2 separate regions of the Sus scrofa genome follow, and region 2 is linked to region 1. The links are chromatin contacts, called in public promoter capture Hi-C maps. All regions are on one chromosome and are shown on one strand. Each heading gives the region's core, a stretch centred on a gene start, on an enhancer-like site or on the middle of the called end of the contact. The rest is flanking DNA. Distances are from core to core; before and after follow the strand shown.

What was found. Promoter capture Hi-C pulls out the DNA fragments that hold promoters and counts their contacts.
Region 2: a contact with region 1 is called in a promoter capture Hi-C map of liver, with 9 times the contacts expected there. The contact joins the promoter of DEPDC7 here to the enhancer-like site in region 1. A contact is called at or near these places in 2 of 5 promoter capture datasets (fetal liver and liver), 8 of 47 Hi-C or Micro-C datasets (embryonic fibroblasts, epiblast stem cells, liver and 2 more) and 1 of 2 datasets of contacts at active chromatin or transcription factors (alveolar macrophages).

Annotation. Positions count from the first base shown.
Region 1 is chr2:27,874,740-27,878,815 of Sscrofa11.1, reverse strand. TCP11L1 (T-complex protein 11-like protein 1) reads left to right here. Exons shown (of 10, transcript XM_021083207.1): 7 at 2,081-2,277. Among named protein-coding and RNA genes, the nearest start is that of TCP11L1, 26 kb to the left of the region's middle. Within about 2 kb of position 2,130, at least 14 of the 83 cell types and tissues checked have an H3K27ac peak or open chromatin away from gene starts, as enhancers often do. A contact at or near this core is called in alveolar macrophages, fetal liver and liver, where this site is marked.
Region 2 is chr2:27,927,563-27,931,618 of Sscrofa11.1, reverse strand. DEPDC7 (DEP domain-containing protein 7) reads left to right here and starts at 2,760. Exons shown (of 9, transcript XM_021083209.1): 1 at 2,760-2,917. The coding sequence starts at 2,845.

The DNA.
Region 1 (4,076 bases), core at 881-3,380:
ATAGTCAGTTCAGTGCCCTGAGCAGTTGTTTATCCAGCCCAAGCAGAGAAGTCGAGATGGCCCTGAGGGCCAGGGAGAGTCGAGGAGCAGAGTAGAAGGAGCAGAACTAGCAGAACTAGCAGATGATTGGTTAGTGTTACTATGTACCAGGCTCTTGCCATATACGACCTCACAGGAAGCCTATGAGGTAGGCACTATATTGTAACCCCATTTTACAGATTTGGGAATGGGTTTTGAGATATTTCTGATCAGAATTGATGACCACTCTAGCTCCCTTTCCCACAAGCATGCTACTACCCCTCAGGAGACATCAGGGTTGCAGTTTTATAGGCTGACAAGCTGGAGTGGGAGTGCCAGGTGCCGGCAGTGGGCCCAGTCCCTGAGCTGAACAGAGGCTAATGCACATCACTCGGAACCTGAAAGCCAAGGCTGCTGAGCTGATGGCCTACAGAATGCTGTCAGCAGAGGCTAAAGGGAGAGCGAAGCTCAGAACCAAGAGCTCAGCATGATCAGCATGTGGGCAGAGCCAGAGGTGTGTCCTGCAGCAGCAGTGAAGGCCCCAGCCATACCCTTGGCTATCCACTTGGTTGTAAGGTGGCTTCCATTGGCAGGGCTGCAGGTCACTCCATGTCCTGTCAGGGAGTTTTTGCTCAGACAATGTGTACAAAAACCTCATCATCTTCTCTTGTGTCCCTCAGAATCCCCAGTGTATTACTCAGCTTAAAAGAGTAGGGATCACAACATTGTAAATCAACTATAATTAAAGAGAAAAAAAGAAAAGAAAAAAAGAAGAGTATAGAAAGGATGGAGGATGAAAGACAGCTGAGATTCCCTCCATGGTGCTGCAAATGCTGCACAGTCCATGTCAGACACATGATAGAACTTAGCCCCCACAAGGCTGAATTAAAACAAATTGAGGCAAAAGTAAGATCTAGATGGGTACACCTCATCTTCAGTGAGGAAGATGGTTTACACTGGGAAACTCTAGCCAGTGTCTTAACCCCATCTGTCTCTGGGCAAGAGTTTTTGCATCTCAGTGAGCTGGAGTTATCCCAGCTTCCAGCCACATGTCATGCATGAGAGGTTAGGGTGCGAGAGAGGAGTGTGAAAGTCTGTTGAACATCCAAGGTGGTACAGCCCGGCCACGTGCTCCACATTCACCATGGTTAATCCTCACCACAGCCCGTGAGGCGGTGGTGGACATTTCTTTATATTAAGAATCTTTATTTTTTTTATTTTTTTATTTTTTATTTTTTGCTTTTTAGGGCCACACCCACAGCATACGGAGGTTCCCAGGCTAGGTGTCTAATCGAAGCTACAGCTGCCAGCCTACACCAGAACCATAGCAATGCCAGATCTGAGCTGCATCTGCGACCTACACCACAGCTCACGGCAACGCCAGATCCTTAACCTACTGATCGAGGCCAGAGATCAAAACCGCAACCTCTTGGTTATTAGTTGGATTTGTTTCCGCTGTACCACAACAGGAACTCCTATATTAAGAATCTTGAAGGATCGGATGGGGAGATGCACAGAGAGTTTGGGATGGAAATGCTATAAAATTTGGTTGTGATGATCATTGTACAACTATAAGTGTAATACAATTCATTGAGTAATTTAAAAAACAAAAGAATCTTGGAGTTCCCATCATGGCTCAGCAGTAACAAACTTGACTAGTATCCATGAGGATGTGGGTTTGATCCCTGGCCTTGCTAAGTAGGTTAAGGATCTGGCGTTGTCTCAAGCTGTGGTGTAGGTTGAAGACACAGCTCAGATCCCGAGTTGCTGTGGCTGTGGTGTAGGCCGGCAGTTGTAGCTCCAATTCAACCCCTAGCCTGGGAACTTCCATATTCTGTGGGTGCAGCCCTAAAAAAAAAATAAAGGATCTCGATAGTCAGACAGAAATCTAAGGTCACCCAACTAGTAATTGGTAGTCCTGTGATTTGAACCAAGGTCTGTTTGATTCCAAAGTCCATGCTGTATACTTGACCACATTTCCAGGAAGAACTTCCCTGAAGTTACCCTGGGAAGCGTCCCTCTGGGAGCCTTCCAGTAATATTCAAAGCCTTCCTTTTCACAGATTCCCTGGACTTTGTCACTCAGTGGCTGGAAGAAGCCGCAGATGACCTCATGAATCAGAGGTATAGAAATGCCCTGCCAGCTGGGGGAGGGGCGGCTGGCTCTGAGGCCAGTCCCAGGCCAGACCCTGCTGCGGTCCAGAATTATGCGTACCTGAAGCTTCTGAAGTGGGACCACCTGCACAGACTTTTCCCTGAAGTAGGTGCTCCAGAGCAGTTTGACTGCTCCTTTCTTTTTGCGCTGCTGAACCTTTAAAAAGTAAGCTTTGTCACAGTTCACATACCAGAAAATTTTTCTTTTTAAAGTTGTACAACTCATTGGTTTTGAGTATATTCACAGAATTGTGTGGCCATGAACTGTATTTAATATCAGAATGTTTTCTTCACCCCAAAAAGAAACCCTGTACCCATTAGCAGTCACCACCTCTCCCCGCACCCCACCCCCCCACCACCACCTTGGCAGCCATTCATCTACTTTCTGTCTCTGTGCATTTGTCCTGTTCTGGACTTTTCGTGTAAACGGAATCATGGAATATTGGCCTTTTGTGTCTGGCTTCTTCTAAGCATAAAGTTCATCTGTTGTAGCATGTATCAGTACTTCATTCCCTTTTTTTAAAGTGTTGTTTTAATTGTGATGAAATATATGTAACATAAAACCATTTTTATTTTATTTATTTTTTTATTTTATTTTATTGTCTTTTTAGGGCCACACCCAAGGGATATTGGAGGTTTCCCGGCTAGGGGTCAAATCAGAGCTGTAGCTGTTGGCCTACCCCACAGCCACAGCAACGCCAAATCAGAGCCTCGACTGCAACCTTCACCCCAGCTCACGGCAACCCTTGATCCTTAACCCCCTGAGCCAGGGATTGAACCCATGTCCTCATAGATAGATACTAGGTGGGTTCCTTACCACTGAGCCACAACAGGAACTCAGAACTTACCATTTTTAAATGTACAGTTGCAGTGGCATTAAGTACACTGACATTGCTGTGCAGCCATCCCCACCACCCATGTACAGAACTTTTCTATCTTCACAAATTGAAATTCTATCCTTTAAACACTTAACTCCTCGTTCCTCCCTCCCCACCCCCAGCTCGTGGCAACCTCTGTTTCCTGTTTCTGAGTTTGATGCCTCTGGGCACCTCATAAGAATTAAATCAGTCAGTACTTGTGTCCTTTTGTCTTCCTTATTTCACTTCCTGTAATCTCTTCAAGGTTCATCCCTGTTGTTGTTGATGTTTCTTTTTAAGGCTGAATAACACTCTGTTGTATGGCTCTACCACATTGTGCTTTATCCATTCATCAGTTGATGGACACTTGAGCTGTTTCCACTTTAGGACTATTGTGAATTGCGCTGCTCTGAATATTTGTGTACAAGGTTTTGTGTGGCCCTGTGTTCCCAGTTCTTTTGGGTATGTACCTAGGATTAGAATTGCCGCGTCATGGGTTAACTATTAAGTGTAACACTCTGAGGAGCTGCCAGTCTTTTTTCCAAAGTGGCTGCCTTATTTGACCGTCCACCAGCAGTGAATGGGGCTTCCAGTTTCAGCTGCTGAACTTCTGTCCTGTTCTTACTCATCTTGATGAAAACTTGAACAGTGATGTTGCTTTTCAGCTTTATCCAAAGGAACATCTTCCCCTTCCATGTGGAGCAATATTTTTTCCTTAGTATGCTTTTCACATAAATACTTCTCACAGCAGGAAGTGACTAACAAGGGGTTTCCCCAGCAAATAGCTGGTTTGGCGTCTAGACTCCCCCTTCTTTTTTGAGGGCACTGGGATTTCTTATTTCTAGCCTCAGATCCTATTACTTCTCTAAATTTCTTTCTCATCTAAGTTCCTTATTTTTCCTTTCAATACGTGAGCCTAAGGTTTCACCTCTTGCTTCTGACTTCCCTGTTTTGTGCCAGAGGAGGCTCTAAAGAGGGTGTGGAAGTGGGGGTGAGGAGACTTCTTCCTGAATAGTGACATGTCAGCCTGACATTTCTCTTAAAAAAT
Region 2 (4,056 bases), core at 1,511-4,010, 52 kb before region 1:
CCAAGATCCATCTAAAAATGAATGGATGAAATTTCCTTTCACTTCGTAAACTGTCTGATTGTGATAAATCTAGATATGTGAGAGATTTTTTAATGTTTTTTTTTACTAGAGGTTCCTAAACATTAAATTTTAAAAAGCATTAAGCTGATATTTTTAAAGCTATGTATTTTAATAGGGTAATCATTATTTTACAAGATATCTACTATGTGCCCAACACATCAGATACTGAAAGAAATCAAAAAGATGTGGTACATGTATACAATGAAATACTACTCAGTCATAAATAGAATGAAATAATGCCATTTGCAGCAACATGGATGGACCTAGAGATTATCACACCAAGTGAAGAATGTCAAAAAGAGAAAGACAAATACCATATGATATCACTCATATGTGTAATCTAAAATATGACACAAATGAACTTATCTATGAAACAGAAACAGACTTACAGGCATGGAGAACAGACTTGTGGTTGCCAAGGGGGGAGGGAAGGGGGGGAGGGAGAGGGAGGGAGGGCTGTACTGGGAGCTTGTGATTAGCAGATGCAAACTATTATATATACTTATTTTATTTTAAAATTATTTGTTCATTTATTTGTTTTTTGTCTTTTTAGGGCTGCACCTGTGGCATATGGAAGTTTCTAGGCTAGGGGTCAAATCAGAGCCGTAGGCCATGGTCTATGCCACAGTAGTGCCAGATCCAAGCTGCATCTGTGACCTACACCACAGCTCGTGGCAACACCAGATCCTTAACTCACTGAGTAAGACCAGGGATTGAACCTATATTCTCATGGATACTAGTTGGGTTCTTAACTCACTGAGCCACAATGGGAACTCCCAAACTATTATATACAGAATGGATAAACAAGGTCCTACTGTATATTCAATATCCTATGATAAACCATAATGGAAAAGAATATGAAAAATGTACATAACTATATTAATATTTTTTACATATATATATAAAACTGAATCACTTTGTGGTATGGCAGAAATTAATATAACATTGTAAATAAACTATACTTAATCAAATAAAAAAACTTTTAAAAGATATGTGTGGTTTTCCCACTGTGGTGCAGTGCATTAAGTATCCAGCAATGCCACAGCTGTGGTGTAGGTTGCAGCTGTGGCTGGAATTCAATCCCTGGCCCAAGAATTTCCATATGCCAGGCAGGCGTGTAAAAAAAAAGAAAAAAAAAAGTGTGTGCTGAAATAATTACGTAATATCAATATGACGGCCCCCTAAACAGTGATGTACTTGATAATTGCCATGGATCTGTAGAGGAGAAATAATCAGTATAATCTGGAAAAAAAGTCTGTCCAGTGAAGAAAGTGGGATTTGAATTAGGCCTCCAGGATGCATAGAGTGTGGATAAGTAAAAAGGAGCATTTCGCCAGGTAAGACAGACAAAGATAGCACAAGCTGGTAAAAAATTCTTTGAAATTTTTATAAAATATCAAAATAGTCGCTTAAGTCAATATTACCGTTTCTCAAGATTTGGTTTCAAAAATAAGATGAGCTTTTTTTCTCCTGAGTAGTGAGAACGGACTTGTGTGTTGATTCGGTTAAAAGCATAAGGTAAAGTTAACTGGTCTACTGGATACCAGAAACCAGTCCTAAAGTGTATCTTTGAGAGCAATAGCCAACTGAGAAATTAACAAAGGAAATTCCTTGAACTGAGGCAAAGCTGGGTTTTACTACCACCAGGGGGAGGGAGCACATAAAAATACTAATCCAAATCTTAGGAGCAGCAATGGCTCAGGTCTCACCCGTTAAACCGGGGTCCCTAAGGTCGCAGCTTCTTGATATGGATTCTTTGAAATAACCACACGTATGTATTCTTCTAACCACGTGTAGGAGCGTCCTCCAATAAGCTAATGAACTCCCATTTAAAAACCATTTAATTTATAACGTTACGGTCGGTCATCCTCCTCCTCCTAATTTATTATACAGTACACTAAAGGTTTAAAATGATTGCGAAATCCGCAAGTTAGAAAGGGGAGGGGGAGAATTGAATTACTGGTCTCATATCAACTCATCTTTTCAGAGGTACCCCAGCATTGGATCCCTTTACCCTCCTCCTCCCCTTCTCTCCTAGTTCTGTCCCTGGCCACCAGACCCAGAGTTACTTTGAAGGCAGCACTGATTTCCTTGGCAGCCAGCCCCAAGGCCAGCCCCTGCCCTCCTGACTGACCTCTAGACATTGCTCCTCTGGGCCAGATAAAAGATTCGTTCTTTACAGGAAGGGATGCGTGGAAATGGGTGTGATATAATATTAAGCACTTAGGTTCCAGACCCAACTACTAAAATGCCGAACATGAGTTAGGTCGTGTAATCCTCGTTTAAAAAAATAAATAAATAAATCCGTTAAGTGGGTACTAATACTGCCCCCGCGCACAGGTGAGGACAGTGAGGCCCAGAGGTAATCCAGTGTGGGATGGGATGTGCTTTGCACCCAGCTGGTCTGAGGCTGCCGGGCGCTTATCCCTGCCTGCGCTTGGACTCTGCCAACCGCGACGAAATGCTGGCCGCGTGGGGCAGGCGCGGACTCGCAGGGTCGTGTTCGCAGAAATATTTCCCATCTGGCTACCCCGAGGCCGGGACTCAAGGGGAAAGCTGCCGTACCTTTCCCTTGCCCGCGGGGCAGCAGGTTACTGCCTGCCGGGCCTGCACGTGACCGGTGGAGCTTGGCGGTCCCGCGGGCCCGCCGGGGGCGGAGGATTCAGGGGGCGGTGCCTGCCGGAAGCCCCGCCCCTGCCCCGGCCAGTTAACTGGCGGCCGCAGCGCCGGCACCCACTTCGCGGTGAGGCAGTCTGAGGTGGTGGCGTGTGGTCCGCTGCTGCCATGGCCACGGTGCGGGAGAAGGCGGCGGCTCTGAACCTCTCGGCTCTCCAGAGCCCCGCGCGGAGGCCTCCCGGTAGGTGCCAGGGACCCTGTCCGGGGGCGGGCTTGGGACCCAGGCTGCGGTTCTCGCGCGGGCGGGAATTCCGCCGGGTACAGCCAGGTCCGCGGCGGCCTCCGGGAGCTCCTCACAGCTGCGGCCGCTCGGACCAGTGCCTTCGCTGCTCAGCTTTCTAAGTTACCCAAACTTTAACTTAACCGTGTCCTAGTCTGTGCTCCCGCTGCGGACTGGGCTGGCAGACGGTCACCAGACGTGCTCCACAGCAGTACTGGTGACAAGTATATCTGCAGTGGTATAGCTCTTTGCCTTCTGTCTCAGCCACAGACCTTGACTCCTCAGTACAGCCATGGCCCAAATGCCTCTCTTGCCCACTTTGTTCCCCAGATTCTTCCTGGGAGTGAGGAGAAGTTTCTGTTATATTAAATTGTACCGGCAGAAACTTGGCTTCAGGTATTTTTTGTGCTTTCCGGATAAACGGTATTTCAATGAATAGAAGTTTTTGCTTTTCTTTTTCAGAGGATTTATGTTATTAAGAGAGACGCTGGTGAATTCTGCCAGCTTAATCATGTGTTGGGGGGCGGTTTGCTTAGAATGTTAGTATGCTAACATCTTGGGGTTTTTTAAATGTTCCAACAACGGAACAGAATTGGACGATCGGTTCTAAAATTCTAATTCCAACGTATCCTACATCTCAGTTAATAGAGTTAAGACGTCCAGATAACACTTGGCTTTTTTAGTTTACTTTTAGAGAAGTTAGAACTTTCCCCCTTTTTGTAGCTGCAATGTGGGGTGCTTTAAGAATTAGTTCCCCATCTGACAAAAACTTTTCATTTGTAAAAACAAACCAGTGAAACTGTGACTCATTCCTCAAGGTAAGAGTGGTCAGTGGATTGTCGTAGGTCACATTGGGTGCATAATCTTCAAAATGCTAAGAATAAATTGTGATAGAGAAGCACTTTTCTGTTTGTACTTTTCTAAAAACAATCTTAATATTGACCTTATCCTCCAATTGAAAGGATTCAGATGAGCACATGATGGCTACATTCAGAATTTTTCCTTGTTTTATAGGAGAGAAGAGAAATAATTCATCATTTAGGAATATAAAATCAAATAGTCTTGGAAACAGTCTTGAGAAATCTTTAGGCTCACTTTTT